5 separate regions of the Mus musculus genome follow, and all the other regions are linked to region 1. The links are chromatin contacts, called in public HiCAR-type, HiChIP or PLAC-seq and Micro-C maps. All regions are on one chromosome and are shown on one strand. Each heading gives the region's core, a stretch centred on a gene start, on an enhancer-like site or on the middle of the called end of the contact. The rest is flanking DNA. Distances are from core to core; before and after follow the strand shown. Region 1 holds the start of Ebf2 (early B cell factor 2). Region 2 overlaps Ebf2 (early B cell factor 2). Region 3 overlaps Ebf2 (early B cell factor 2). Region 4 holds the start of Bnip3l (BCL2/adenovirus E1B interacting protein 3-like). Region 5 has its middle 13 kb from the start of Gm10860.

The links. A called contact is a pair of places that touch in the nucleus more often than the background predicts. HiCAR-type assays count read pairs that join an accessible place to other places. HiChIP or PLAC-seq counts read pairs in DNA pulled down with a chosen protein or histone mark.
Region 2: an H3K4me3 HiChIP or PLAC-seq map of embryonic limb bud shows a contact between it and region 1, with 3 times the contacts expected there. The contact joins the enhancer-like site here to the promoter of Ebf2 in region 1. A contact is called at or near these places in 3 of 39 promoter capture datasets (the 3T3-L1 cell line and cranial neural crest), 8 of 484 Hi-C or Micro-C datasets (brown adipocytes, colorectal tumor organoids, common lymphoid progenitors and 5 more), 9 of 115 datasets of contacts at active chromatin or transcription factors (astrocytes, craniofacial prominence, embryonic forebrain and 6 more) and 3 of 9 other capture datasets (adipose tissue, embryonic trunk and liver).
Region 3: a contact with region 1 is called in a Micro-C map of brown adipocytes, with 5 times the contacts expected there. The contact joins the enhancer-like site here to the promoter of Ebf2 in region 1. A contact is called at or near these places in 3 of 39 promoter capture datasets (the 3T3-L1 cell line, cranial neural crest and stem cell-derived epiblast-like cells), 3 of 484 Hi-C or Micro-C datasets (brown adipocytes, olfactory sensory neurons and trophoblast stem cells), 4 of 115 datasets of contacts at active chromatin or transcription factors (craniofacial prominence, embryonic hindbrain, embryonic limb bud and 1 more) and 2 of 9 other capture datasets (adipose tissue and embryonic stem cells).
Region 4: a Micro-C map of embryonic stem cells shows a contact between it and region 1, with 2.4 times the contacts expected there. The contact joins the promoter of Bnip3l here to the promoter of Ebf2 in region 1. A contact is called at or near these places in 1 of 39 promoter capture datasets (cranial neural crest), 2 of 484 Hi-C or Micro-C datasets (embryonic stem cells and muscle stem cells) and 2 of 9 other capture datasets (adipose tissue and pancreatic islet).
Region 5: a HiCAR-type map of fibro-adipogenic progenitors shows a contact between it and region 1, with 5 times the contacts expected there. The contact joins the enhancer-like site here to the promoter of Ebf2 in region 1. A contact is called at or near these places in 3 of 39 promoter capture datasets (the 3T3-L1 cell line, cranial neural crest and maxillary cranial neural crest), 7 of 115 datasets of contacts at active chromatin or transcription factors (craniofacial prominence, embryonic hindbrain, embryonic midbrain and 3 more) and 2 of 9 other capture datasets (adipose tissue and embryonic stem cells).

The regions. Positions count from the first base shown.
Region 1 is chr14:67,233,375-67,236,074 of GRCm38.p6, forward strand. Ebf2 (early B cell factor 2) reads left to right here and starts at 1,270. Exons shown (of 16, transcript NM_001360202.1): 1 at 1,270-1,891. The coding sequence starts at 1,761.
Region 2 is chr14:67,377,454-67,380,153 of GRCm38.p6, forward strand. All of the region lies in intron 7 of Ebf2 (early B cell factor 2), which reads left to right. The region is part of intron 2 of 4930438E09Rik (RIKEN cDNA 4930438E09 gene); the gene reads right to left. Among named protein-coding and RNA genes, the nearest start is that of 4930438E09Rik, 19 kb to the right of the region's middle. Within about 2 kb of position 1,433, at least 14 of the 459 cell types and tissues checked have an H3K27ac peak or open chromatin away from gene starts, as enhancers often do. A contact at or near this core is called in adipose tissue, brown adipocytes and embryonic limb bud, where this site is marked.
Region 3 is chr14:67,414,186-67,416,885 of GRCm38.p6, forward strand. It overlaps Ebf2 (early B cell factor 2), which reads left to right. Exons shown (of 16, transcript NM_001360202.1): 14 at 178-363. Among named protein-coding and RNA genes, the nearest start is that of Gm10860, 17 kb to the right of the region's middle. Within about 2 kb of position 1,401, at least 12 of the 459 cell types and tissues checked have an H3K27ac peak or open chromatin away from gene starts, as enhancers often do. A contact at or near this core is called in brown adipocytes and olfactory sensory neurons, where this site is marked.
Region 4 is chr14:67,007,433-67,010,132 of GRCm38.p6, forward strand. Bnip3l (BCL2/adenovirus E1B interacting protein 3-like) reads right to left here and starts at 1,445. Exons shown (of 6, transcript NM_009761.3): 1 at 1,256-1,445. The coding sequence starts at 1,352.
Region 5 is chr14:67,444,221-67,446,920 of GRCm38.p6, forward strand. No RefSeq gene overlaps it. Among named protein-coding and RNA genes, the nearest start is that of Gm10860, 13 kb to the left of the region's middle. Within about 2 kb of position 1,336, at least 8 of the 459 cell types and tissues checked have an H3K27ac peak or open chromatin away from gene starts, as enhancers often do. A contact at or near this core is called in adipose tissue and fibro-adipogenic progenitors, where this site is marked.

The DNA.
Region 1 (2,700 bases), core at 20-2,519:
AGCGGCGAACTCTCGCAGCTCGTCTGTGAGCGCTCACCTACAGCTAGGGGGTCCGGTCAGGAGTCAATTGACACTCAAACCTGAGCCCTGAGCCGGGAGGAAAGACTCCCGACTGTAATGATGCTGAGAGGCTCGGGTGCAGTCGCTCGAACCGCGGCGCAGCTGATTGTCTGCTCCACGGCAGATGGTCTTTGAGCACAGATTTGCATTCATTGTCTTCAAATCTGTTTTCGCGCTGGCGTTCTAGATTTCAACAGCAGATCTACGCGCAGATCAGAATACAAAAAGAGAAGCAAGAAAATAACACCCAGCCAGGAGGATTTTTTTTTAATAGGCACCTCCAGCCGTCTAGGGTTTCAGCTATTTTGTGGAGCCTCGGCTTCCCGACCACCAACCTTCGCGACCACAGCGCTCGGCGGACAAAGTTTCCAGGACTTCTTCACAGACGCCTCGTGTCTCTAACGCAGGGTTCCCCGGCCTTCAGGGATTGGGGAGGGAGATTTTAAAAGGGGGGAGGATTCGAAACTTCATCCCGCAGTTCTCAGCCAGCCAAGCTGTCAGCAACCTCTCCTATCTGCAAAGGTGCGTACTCCCGCCCTCCCGGGGCTGTTTTCCTTAACTCCTTCACCATTTCCCTTCACAGTATATTTATTTAAACTGCACTTGAGCCTCATTCGTCCACACTCCGCTCTCTCCTTCCTTCATCTCGCCTCTCCTTCTAACACTTGTGGCCTTCGCACGAAATGATTGCTTCCCTGGAACTCTCTGAGACTTGGTAGACCGGTTCAGAAAGACGGATGCCCTGAGGGTAGTGTTTGCGAAAAGCATAAATACAGGTGGTCACAGGTCCAAACCCCGGGAATGAATCTGTAGGGTCTCCCGCAGGCGACAAAAAACCTGCATCTAGAGGCAAATCCGCGCTGGCTTCCTGCTCCCGCGATCGGAAAGAACCATCATGATCCTAACTCTCAGAGTCCTGCTACTCTGTTTTGGTGCAGGATTTGGGGACCCCCTTTCCCACTCAGGCCAAACACTCGGGACTCTGGTCGGGACTCGGTGCTTGTGGCTTGCTGTAGCCTTTCACCTCCCGGACTTCGGGCAAAGCAAAGCTTGGCTAACGCCGCGGGAGGACGTCCGCCCAGCTTGCCCAGAGCCGGCCAATCCCGGGCGTCCATGCAAATGAGGCTCCTTATCGGGCCTCGGCTCCGCCTCCCGCGGCCTGGGTTGTAGTAACCATTCATGGGGCCCGCGCGCTGCAGCAGCCCGGCTCTGCGGCGCTCTCAGCCACCGCCTCCTCCCCGCTCCGGGTCTTCCCCTTCCTCTTACAACTGATCCTGTTGGGGATTTTTTTTTTTTTTCCTATATCGGAACGGTGGGGAGGAGCAGGGAGGGGGGAACAAGGAGGAAGGGGAGAGATCAGGCAGCTATCTATCTCCTCCTGTTTTTCCCAGAACAGGTGATGCTTCCAAATTGTGGCCACTTTCTGGAGAACGTTCTGCAGCTGGAAGGATGCGGGCGACCTAGAGTGGAAGCCCCGAGGCGGCAGATCTGAAGCCACCGAGGATAAAAAACGCAAACTTTGCATTGTGCGTGGAGGAACGGGCTGGCTATTTCTTTCCAAGAGGGCCCCCAAACTTCGGCCCTTGCCGCCTTTCTCGGATTGCTTTTGGAGAACACCATTTGCTGGCAGCATTGGAGAGTGAGGACGGTGTTGTTGTAAAGTCACTTTTAAGGCGACAGTAGAGGACCAGACTTTTTAAATGTTTGGGATTCAAGATACGCTAGGAAGAGGACCAGCTCTGAAAGACAAGTCGCTGGGTGCCGAGATGGATTCGGTCAGGTCCTGGGTCCGGAATGTCGGCGTGGTGGACGCCAATGTCGCGGCTCAGAGGTAATGAGACTGGAGCCGTTGTGCTCTGAAAGTCTCTGGTTGTGTCTGTCTCCCCGAATATCTCTTCCCTTTGCTCCCTCTCTTTCTCTCTGTCCTTGTCTCTCCTCCCTGGCTGTGCGCACTGGGGCTCTCCCTGGGCGGGCAGGTCGCTGCGACTAGGGGAACCCTTTTCCCGCAGTCGACACTGTAGTTTCTGAACTACCGAGGTCACGGGTGTTTCTCCCCACAGTCCGTTCTTTGAGGACAAAAAAAATTTATTAAAAGTAGCGTTCAAGCTCACATCGTGGCGTTTACTCTTGGACTCTAGCGGAGTGGCGCGTGAAGATCCGAGCTGGCAGCCGGCGCAGCGGCAGAGCCGGCTTTCCGGTCACTCCTAGGTTCCCCCACGCTTCCTGCGAGCGCCTCTCCTCCAGCATCATTCAGGATGGCTTGGAGACTCGGGGAGCCCAGCGGCCAGATGGTGGCGGCGGCGAGAGGATCCGGAGAGGCCTGAGGGGCTGCAAGGAAAGCAAGGCGGCCGGGAGCTCTAGGAAAGGGGACATGCAAGCGAGTCCTGGGTGAGGGAGAGTGGGACAGACAAACCGAAGAGGCCGAGGATGGACCGAAGCACAGGAGTAGTCGGGGAAGAGGAGAAAATGGAGCCGCAGAGAAGAGCACCCTCCAGTTTTGCGGGTTCCTCAAGTTGATTTTGTTTCCAAATCTTCGCGTTTACGGATGGTTAAAATTTGTCTAGGGTTCCATCCCACGAAGACATTCCAGTCCCGCTTCTCACTGTCGCTACTGAACTGAGATTCATGGCCCTCGTGTCC
Region 2 (2,700 bases), core at 183-2,682, 140 kb after region 1:
CAGGCAACCCAGAGGCAAGCCATCTTCATAGGGATACAGGAAGTAGAATTTGTGAATGCTTTCAAATGCTTTACAAAGCCCAGGTCTGCTTCTCTGCAATCTTTTTTTCAAGGAGCCCTGTGTGGTGTAGTTGTCCTGGTGGTGCCTGTGGGAGCTCAGCTGTACAGTCAGTGAATATGACACAGAGTTCAATTATACCCATCAGTATAACAACAGTTAAGTGTGAGTGTTCTTCCCAACATAAGTTCTTGCAGAACTTACTTATGATATCAGAAGATCTGCCACTCAAGACAGGGCACTCATTTCTATACAGGGCTGGGCTGTCTACCATCTTAGAGGCAACATTAGATTTTCCATTCAGCTATTCTGGTGTTGATCTCTTTGATATGTATCCTACCCCTAAATCATTTTTGATATGCGCCCTACCTCCAAATGAAAACGGAGGGCAGGATTATTGTAGGATAAATATTAGGAAAAAGAGGGAGGACTCCAGATATCTTAAAATTATCCCACAATCAGTCCCTTTAAGTTCCACCGAATGATTTGTTTTTAGTTCCAGTGGACTTTTATTGAGATAAAATGAACAGCAAGTACAACAATCAAAATTTTATCAACTGTTTTTTTTTTTTTCCTCCCCACTCTGACCCTCATATGCTCAGCAAAGACTCTTGCCAATGCCCATTGTAATTTGTATTGCTATGTTAGGTGGAGAACCATCCGGACACCGTATCTTCCTTGACTTTAAGAGATAAGCTGTAACTCGACACAGAAGGACCCCCGAGTTTCTAGTATAAGAAAGGGTTATTTATAAGCTGTATGGGGAAAGATGGAGGAGCTGAGTTGGCTCTTGGACTGCATCTACTCATACAGGATGAGGTATAGAAGAGGCATCCTGAGGAGATTTACAGGGGCTCCAGGGGAGCAGCTGGCGCTTTAGGGAGCATGCCCATAGCAGGCCTGTCAGGCTTCTGAAGCAAGAAATCTGTGGTGCTGGGGAGACCAAAATCTTAGACACAGATCTGCCGGTGTAAGAACTGACAGCCGTGGAGTAGCCGGATAAGACGACGGTCCTCGTGTTTATATTGCAGCGTGCCTCAGCCACACAAGAATGATGGAGAAATTAGCTTCTCTGACAAAAACACCTCGTCCACACAGCTGGGTGTTCACCATTAGTCTGTTTGACTGAATGAAGCAGGAGCAAAGGCCACGGCTACTCATGTCTTGGAACGGGGCCAACATCTATCCAACAACCCCTTATGATTTTTTTTTTAAAACCCTAGCTCTTATATAAAACTTTTTAATGGCACTACCATCTATTTTCCTTAAATAAAAAAATGTTGAATGTTTCTCTCACACCCGCTGAAGAGGGAAAGGAGAGTTTAAATTAACTCCAAATGGTACGAATTTAATAGAGCCCCAGCTGCCTGCAGGTTTCTTCAGTGCAAACCTCTTGGTCTGAGAGCTGCCCCAGCTGCTGTGTGATCTTGCAGCCCGTCCCATTTGAAAGTCACCGTGCTACCAGGCCACAGTTCTAAACACATAATGAAAACCACTTGACTTGGGCCCCTCTGATCAGCAGCTGAGCCCATGATCTGGTCATAAAGCAAACCAGCTAGTCCCAAGGCTAGCAGCGATCTCTCAGGAGTTAAGGGGAAAACCTCTGAAGGCCTGAAGGGCTTTCTCTCTAGGGAGTACTTCATGTTGTGGAATGCTGTGAGCCCCTTCAAGCTTTTCTTTGCTGCAGCAACCTTCTGCCTTTATACCTCTTGACATTTGGTATCTCAAATGAGGTCAGGAATCAGGATGATACCAATTTTAACTAACTTACATTTTTGTTTTGTTTTGTTTTTGAGAATTTTGAGTTCTCTTTGGGAGAAAGGGAGATGTCCAAGCTGATAGTCACTCACATAAACAGCTTTTAGGGAAAGATATGCCAGACTTCAGACAGGTGAAAGCAAATTCTAAAGGCTCAAATGTCTCAGAGGATGTGAATTTGGGTGCCAAACTTGACCCTTGCGCCCATCCTAGTACAATGAGATCCAGAAATTACTAGAATACAGACCAGAGCTTTCTCAGTTCTGCCACAGGAGGGAATGGCTTTAAAAACTGCCTACGAGGAGGCTCTGTGCTTCTGATTTTTGATGGACAGCAGGTGACTCATAAAGTCCTCCGGGAGAGAGTGTGGTGGGAGAAAACTTGTGGCATCGAACGAAGAACTGCATCAAATGTATTATACGGCTCCCGAGAGGCTCCCAGAAACGTTTGCTAGTGAAATACCGCCCTTGACTACAGCATCCTTCTTGGCATTCAGTTTTGATGGGGAAAGCAGTGAGGGTGATGGGAGAAGATGAGGTAGGGTGGCACGGCAAGTGCCTAGGCCTCCAAGAGGACGGGAGCTGAGAGTTATGAAGCAAATGAATGGACTAGAGGCTCTCTAGGGACAGCATGAAAAGCTGGCTAAAATGAAAGTTCTGCCTCTTTATTTCACTACATATTCAACTGGATTTTTTTTAAACCAAAAAAAAAAAAAAAAAAAAAAAAAAGCAAGTCTGACCTAAAACATTTCTAGTAAGTGTAAAAAAAGAACTAAAATAATTGATGTAAAAATAAATACAAGTTCTATTCTGAAGCCAAGTTTGGCAAAACAGCCCAGTGGAAGACTTTTGTGCACAAGACTCTGCCTGGGTTGGCTCTGAGCTT
Region 3 (2,700 bases), core at 151-2,650, 180 kb after region 1:
GGGTGGACAGTGACTACATATCAATGAAAAATAAAGTGCCGCAAGGGAGCTTCACTTCCCACTGGTGCATGGCCCCGGTAACCTGACAATCTGGGGTGGGTGTGGACGAGCGCAATCCACATTTGGACGGTGGTGGGTACTGCTTTGTTTACCTGGCCTGTTTCTTCTGTTGTCAAGGATACATCCGCAACACAAGCAGCATCTCCCCGCGGGGATACTCCTCCAGCTCCACGCCTCAGCAATCTAATTACAGCACCTCCAGCAACAGCATGAACGGCTACAGCAATGTTCCTATGGCCAACCTGGGTGTGCCAGGATCCCCGGGATTTCTGAATGGCTCACCCACGGGCTCCCCATATGGAAGTAAGTGACCTTTGCCATCCATCTGGCACTGTACGCCTCCCCCGCAAAGGTTTCAGCCCTCAGCCTTTTAGGAGATAGCTGTATTCCCAGATGGTATGAACGCATGGGAGATAGTCTCATTGCCTGATGAAAGGTCCTTTCTGCCTTTTGTTCTTTTCTCATGGCTGAACTTAAACTTCCCAGTTGGTGTCCTCCTGGGGGAGGATAGGAAGCAAACCCATTCCCTTGTATAAGGTACATGTGGCTTGTGTATGTGGGGGGAGGAGTGGACATTTCATTTCAGCTAACAGTGTGCACCTGATTCAGCGGGCATTCTCACATGCACTATTTCTTTCTTTCTTCCTTTTTTTAAAAATTTTTTTTGGTTTATTTCATTTTAGCTGCATATTATGGGCAAAGAAGTTTGGTGCCGTAACTAGCCTAGCCACCCTCTATTACACAGCTAGAGTTTATCAGGTGGTAGCAGACACAGAACTGGTGGCCTCCCACTCCTCTGTCATGTCTTAATTTGTTATTTTCTTTCATAGTTTCTTACATATAATCCACTTTGATCATACCCCCACCCCACTATCTCCTCTTATCCCCTCCCCCTCCCACCAAAGCCCTTCTTCCTTGTGAGTCTCTCGTTGTGCACCATTGCAGTTACTTTGAGTAGCTTGCTTGGAAGAGGGTGGTTTAGTTGACCAAGGGTGACTCGTCGGCGGTTACACCACTGAGGAATATTACTGCCCTTTCCCTGGCAAGCATTTCCAGCCTTCAGTTCCTCTGGGAGAGGTGGGACCCTAAACAGGACATCTGTGTCGTGCTCTGCTTGATATTGTAACATGGCTCTGTCTGCCATTAAGCACCTCCAGAGAGATGGAAGTTGACTGTGTATAGCAGCATGCTGGATTTAGACAGAGCCTCTTAGCCTTAATCTATAGCAGCAAAGTCAATGGCTTGAGAAGTTGTGAAAAACCGATTTGGGTCGCTCTGGGAGCTAAGTTGGGAGCTTGCACAATGGTCCCTGGAGCCTGAAAGAGTGTGTTTTTCAAACCTGCTTAGGGAATACTTGAGGCCAGGGGCCATGCTGACATGGGGAGCCAAAGGATGGAGCAGAGAGCTCTTGAAATGTTGGCTGTTGTTACAAGTCCTGCCCCTGCCCTTCTCTTTACCCAGAGTGACTCCCTCGTGCCAGAAACAAGGACACATCAAGGGCAGCACACAGCCCTGTCAGCCATGGCTCAAGTGACAGGCCTTGGGGGCTATTTCTCACTGCCTTCAGAACCTTGGTTCCTGGGCCCACACAATCCCAAAATATTTCTGAGCTATGCTTTTAAGTCAGTATTACCCAGTGTGGTGGGGATTCAGGACCAAGGAGCTGAGTGCAGCGCAGGCCCTTTCTGTCTGTAGCTACCATGTGTCGTGTGTGTGTGTGTGTGTGTGTGTGTGTGTGTGTGTGTGTGTGTGACATGGCCTAGACTCACTGGAGCAGAGTATACATTATTGTTTATTGGTTTGTTTTTACTCCACTTAGAAAACAAAAGAAGAAAACCACAAAACTTCTTTTTCCAAAAGTATGTGGTAGAATGATCATCCAATGGACCATAGGAATGTGTAATATGCAAGCCAATGGGAAAGCGAGGCTAGGGGGGAAATGCATTTAGAATAACTTCATAAACCTAAGTCTGGGCATCGAGGCCATTCTATGTGATGCGCTCTGGTTTCCCAGTTACAAAATGCTATTGCAAAGGCTGTTCTCTGTGCTCTGTGTCTATCAGTATGACCGTGTTAGAGAACGCCAAAGAAACATAGACAGTTTAGCTGCTGAGACCAGGGTGGGTTTGTCACACACTTGGTCAAGAATGAGGTACCTTGTGTGACAATGAGGCTCTCCCTCTAACAGACCCCACAAGGAGCATGGTGGCATGAGAGAGAGAGCGCGCGCGCAACCATGCTTGCTTCACGGTGATTCTGACAGTGATTCACGTCTTCCTCTCTACAGGTTAAAGAACAATCTAGAGCCTAATCAGATCCCCTCAACCACTTTGTGGCACCCGTATAACAATAATTACGACCACCACTTTCCCTTATAAGAGATGGGGAGTTGATTAATGACCCACTCAAAGAGTCATAGTAGGTAAATGGCTCAAACGGAACCACAACACCTGTCACCAGACTAGGACTGGAATGCCGTGTTTTCAAATTATTCAGTAACACAAAGGATGGAAACTATTTACACTGTATCATTAGGTTAAAACAGACAGAATTTTCTTCTGGCCATTTTGTTAAATTTATTTTATGTGTCTGTGTGTGCGTGTGTGCGCACACACACACACACACACACACACACACACA
Region 4 (2,700 bases), core at 195-2,694, 230 kb before region 1:
TTCTGACACAAAGTTTTATTCTGGGGACCACGCTTACTACACTTCCCTAGTGCTTGAATGACAGGCAAGTGGCACCACACCTGGCTAAAATACCCAAACGCTCCTGCCACTATCCTCTAGACTCAGTAACAGCTCTTCCCTAAACCGTTCTGGCCACCCTGGAAGCCATCCCTCTTATGAAAGACACTGCCTGACCTTTAAGCATACAAATGGCTTTTAAAGAACTTCATCTGGCCCTGTGACAACTACCACCACCCACTACCTCTTTCATTAAGACATGAAATCCAAACAGAAAGGTTGGGCAAGAAGGTCCGGCGATCTCACAACAACAGCGGACACTCTGGGGACAAGATGTCTGTTTGACTGCAACTGGATCCTGACCATCAACTTTCAATTGCTAGTACCTGTGGCCTGCGTCTGTTGTGTTGTTTACTGTATTTCCTGAAGTTCACTGCAGATTTGGCTGAAATGGACGTGATCCTAGGGCATGTGCTGGGCACCCAATCCATTTAACATAAGAAACAGCACTTGAAAAGTTACTAGTATGGTGGCTGCCGCCTGTCACCCAAGAACTTGGGAAAGTGGAAAGTAGGAGGGATCAGGTCACTCAGCAACACAACGAGTGAGGCCAGCCTGGGCTACATGAGAAGCTCTCTCAAAAAAAAAAAAAAAGAAAGAAAAAGAAAAGAAAAAGCAGTAAAATATGAATTCAAGGTTAACAGCAACAAAAAACTCACTTGAGAAACTTGGGAATTTTCAGACTAAAAAAAAAAAAAAAGATAAATGTCAGGGGCGGAGCAAGCACCCTGCACGAAACTCCGATGACCCCCTGGACCGGCGTGTGGTAGGAGGCGAGCTCCGCAAGCACACCTGCGCGGCCGCACGTCCACCCGCCACGCCCGACCGGTCGCGTCCATCCCCCGGTGTCCCCGCCGCACGTCCCATGCTCCCCCTCCGCTGGCCAGCCTCCGCTTGCCACCCCGAGTTGCGTGCGCCTCCGGCTCCCGACGCCCACCGCGACCCTAAACCTCGGCGCCCAAGGCGCAGGCCGCGAGCCAGCGCCGAGCGCCTGCTCCTAACCGGAGCGCGCCGCTGTCAGTCATACGCACAATCTCGGTCCCAACCAATGAGCTGTCGTCTGCTCCCGCCCACTCCCCCACCACCACCACCAACCCCCCCCCCCCGCCCGCACGGCGGCGGCCGAGCGGCTCCTCCTCCCCCATCCCTCCGCTGAGCCCGGCGGCCCCGTGCTCACTGTTGAGGCCAGCGGGCGGCGGCAGGGGCTGCTCCCCTTCCTCGCAGTTGTTGTTGTTGTTGTGCAAGGGCGGCGGCGGCTCGACTAAGTGAGACATGGTCTGGAGACTGGAAGCGGCACGGCCGCAGGACGACAGTATCCGGCTCTCGAGCAGCAACACAACAAGTCGAGTTCCCCCGCCCCCTTTTCTGCGTCTGCGCAGTCCCTCCCTTCGTGACGTCAGGGCCCTCCCGGACCATGTGATGACAACACAGGCAGCTGGACGGCGGGGTCGGAGCCCAGGATAGGGGGCGTGACCAGGCCGGGCTGGGCGGGGCATTCGCGAGCTGCTCGGGACGTGCGGGTGCGGAAGTCGAGCTGATACGGGCGCCAGGAAAGAATTCCTGCGAGTCAGTCGCAATAGCCGGAAGGGCTGAGCTAGGAAGTTGGCATTGGATTGAGATTAGGGAGGAGTGTGCAGCCCGGAAGCGCGCGGGGCCTGAATGGAACCCCTCCCACGCCTGCAGTATCCACTTAAGAACTCACCCGTGGCTTTAAAGAAGCAGAAAACCCCAGTTCCTCCCCTTAGTGAAACATCCATTTGTGCCTCCCACAGAATACCGTGGGAGGTACCTTGGAGCTAATCACCTTGTTGGAATTTATAACATTTTAATTGCAAAGGTAACATGTAATCACGGTTTAAAAAAAAAATCAATGGCTGGGCGTGGCGCACACTTGTTATTTCAGCTCTTTCTAAGACTGAGGCAGGAGGATTTCGAGTTCCCTGCAGCCTACGCTATCGAGCGACCCATTGCCTTCAAAAACAAATTAAAAGGGAAAAGAAAATACAGATTTACCCAAACCCTGGTTGTTATCTATCTCTGTAAATGCCCTACCTCCTGTACGCTGGTTGCTGACTCTGTTAATGTTCCTAAATACTCCTACGTCGTATCTTTGTCAAGTTTCCTTGACCCGATTTTTGTATAATGTTTTTCTCAATATTGTACTTGCCTTTTAACTTTGCTTTAATTGCAGTTGTTGAATTTTCATGTAATTGTCTTTTTTAAAAATATGGTCTGAGATACCCAAACACGGAAATACTAAATCTAGGACCAGCCAGTGAGATGGTTCTGCCGGTAAAGGCGCTTGCTGAGTAAACCTGCAGACTGAGTTCATTGCCCGGAGCTCCCGGTAGATGGGAAGAAAGCTAACAAAGTTGCCTTCTGACCTCCACCAATGCACCGTGGCATATGCCCTCCCCCTCTAAATCATAAATACAGGCACACACAATAAGTCTTTGTCACTTTGAATTGACATCCAAAAACATGATCTGGAGGGATAGCTTGGGGGGTTAAGCACACTGGCTGCTCTTGCAAAGGACTCAGGTTTGGTTCAAAACACCCACATGACAGCTCGTTCACAGGGCACTCAATGCTGTCTTCCGGCATCTGAGGGCATGAGAAACC
Region 5 (2,700 bases), core at 86-2,585, 210 kb after region 1:
CAGTAAGTACTTGTTCTACATGCAGGAGCATTTCTGTTGTAGGCACAAAGTCCACATATAAAAGCCCAACATGGTAGTCCATGCTTGTAGTACTAGCATTAGGGAGATGGAAATCGGATCCCTTAGAATCCTTGGTCAGCTAGCCTAGCCTATTTGTTAAGCTGCAGGCCATGAGAGACCCTATTTTAACATCTAAAGTTAACGTCTGGCACTCGCGCGCGTGTGCACACGCGCGCGCACACACACACACACACACACACACACACACACACGAAGTGAGGTTTTAGATGGCTCTATAAATAAATGGTATCCCTGTTTTGTTCCTCCCCCTACCCCCCAGTTAGAATTTAGTGAAACTTGAAACAGGAGGAAATCAACTGATGTGACCCATGTCAGATTTATCATCTATCAAAGTACTTGAGGAGTATGGTTGAGGTGACAATGGGCCTGATGACACATCTTGCCCCAGACTCTATAGACACATACAAGGCACAGTCCTGGGTCTGTCAAGGCAACCTATCTAAGCTTAGCTGATGCATTTCCCATGATTCCAGGGCTAGAGAGAAGAGAAGCACACACTGAGATCTGGGCCTCTCTTTTGGTGGACAAGCCCCAGCCAACTTGGAAGCATGGGCGCTATGCTGCTCCTGATGGAATCCTGAGAGCTCTAGGAGAGTGTGTTACTCATGGAAACAGACATGAGCAGGGGCTTGCTTACAGCACCTTAGCTCTTTGTTCTCTGTTTGAACCATTCAGCCAGTGGGCATCCAAGGCTGTGTTTGTTCGCCATGGGAACCTTCCGACCAGCACATTCCCACCTTGATGAGGCAGTTTCTTTGTAGACATATTCCAGGATCCAAGAAGGGCAGTTGACAATCTGCCTCCAGAACACTCTGACTGGGCCCAAGAGTCGATTAATTTAACTACAAATTCCCTCCCTCATCTGTCTCCCTCCCCATATCCCCAGCGGTCCATGTTGTCCCCCACATGCTCTTCAGAGACGGTGCAATGGGGTTAAATCACAATATGAAGGCATTCAATAACATCATTATAATAAAATAGACAAACTCTGAATGCAAACTCACTCCTACTTGGAAGTTCCAAGTGAAATAGGGAGATCCAAAACTTAACGCTAAGTCCAAGAAAGTGGAGGTCCAAAAGGATTATGATCCAAAGTTAAATTTCCTTAACACGTAGAAGTAAAAGCCCAAAGAAATTAAAGTCTAATTCAAGTTTTTATTTTTCCTGTGACTTGATATGCAAAGAAATGAATGTCCAAAAAAATTTCATTTCCCAATTTCCAGTTCTGCTCAGCCTCAATCAGAGAGCCGTGGTGCAACGCCTTGAGCAGCTGTGGCCCGGGCTGTCTTCCATGGGAAAGGGTGTGGCCTCTTCCACGGCCTCTCATGAGTCTCATTTTTAAAAAGAGTTCAAAGAGTTAATAGAACACATAAGATTATTATAGTATCAGTCTCATATTCCACAAAATTTAGAACCACAAGCAATCCCCAGCTGCCAGGGCAGTTATCTGAGCAAAATTGCTTTTTCAGTCCCATACTTGGTGTTGCCAGAGGCCTAGCAATATTTGGAAGATGGAAGGAAAAAAAATCTGTGGATTAAACCACAATTTAGGTCCTGAAATCTCAACTCTTACCCAGGGTTTATCTCTTTAACCACCAGAGCCAAACTGGGGTGACCTCTTGAATGTGAACAAGGCATGTGAATCCAAACAAATGCTTAATCTCTCCATGGTTGCTTTCCCTCAGCCCTCCCTCCCAGATGAGATATGAGGTGACATAAAGAATGGTGTCTGGGACATCTAATCCAACCCGCTGACCTGTGCCTGGCACAGAGACGCTGTTGTACTCTGCAGTTCACAGGCTGTATTGTTTAAGCCTTTGGCCTGCACAGTTGACCCTTCAAGCACAGGTCCACCCTGTACTAAGGAACAGCCAGGCCACTGAGGTTGGGTAGATGCAGGCAATGTTGGGGCAGCTGTGGTGAGAATGGGCTTAGCTCATCCCTCAGCAACCCGCTCGCTCAAGTCTAGAGACTGAGCAGCTAAGGTCCTCATTTTTCAACCACTGCAGGCAAACTGTTGTCCTACCCACCAAGAAAGCCTCCATGGTGGAAAAGGCCACATCCATGGCCAACCTAGGACACAAGTTCAACTAGGTGAGCGCCAAGGATGAAGAAAGACAAATGCGATGGCAAAAGCATCACACATCCTGGGGGAGATATAACGTGTGGCTGGCTGGGCCATCAACAGCACAGTCATACAATGTGGGAACACAAGTCCTTCCAGGTCGGGTGACAAGAAACTTCCTAAAGTACACTGAGGCTCAGAGGCTGGTTTGGAGTTAACGTTAAGTGACGTCATCAGGAATGGGTGTGGGTCTCTGGATTCCAGCTGAAGTCCCATCTCTCCATCCTCGTGATCCATTCCAATTCTCTCCAATTCTTCTCCCCAGTTCCAGCCATCAGCCTGTTCTACACTTATTGTTCTTGGACAATATTTGGGGTTGACCCCCAAGACCTTGACCCTACCGGTCCAGAACTCTCCCACTAAGCTCTATTCTAGGCTTTGGGGTTTTTGAGACTAAGTCTCACTAGGTAGCTCAGGTTAGCCCAGAACTCCAGATCCTACGTCACTCTCTTAGATAGGTGTGCCCCCACCATGCTCGACTCTGCTGTAAATGT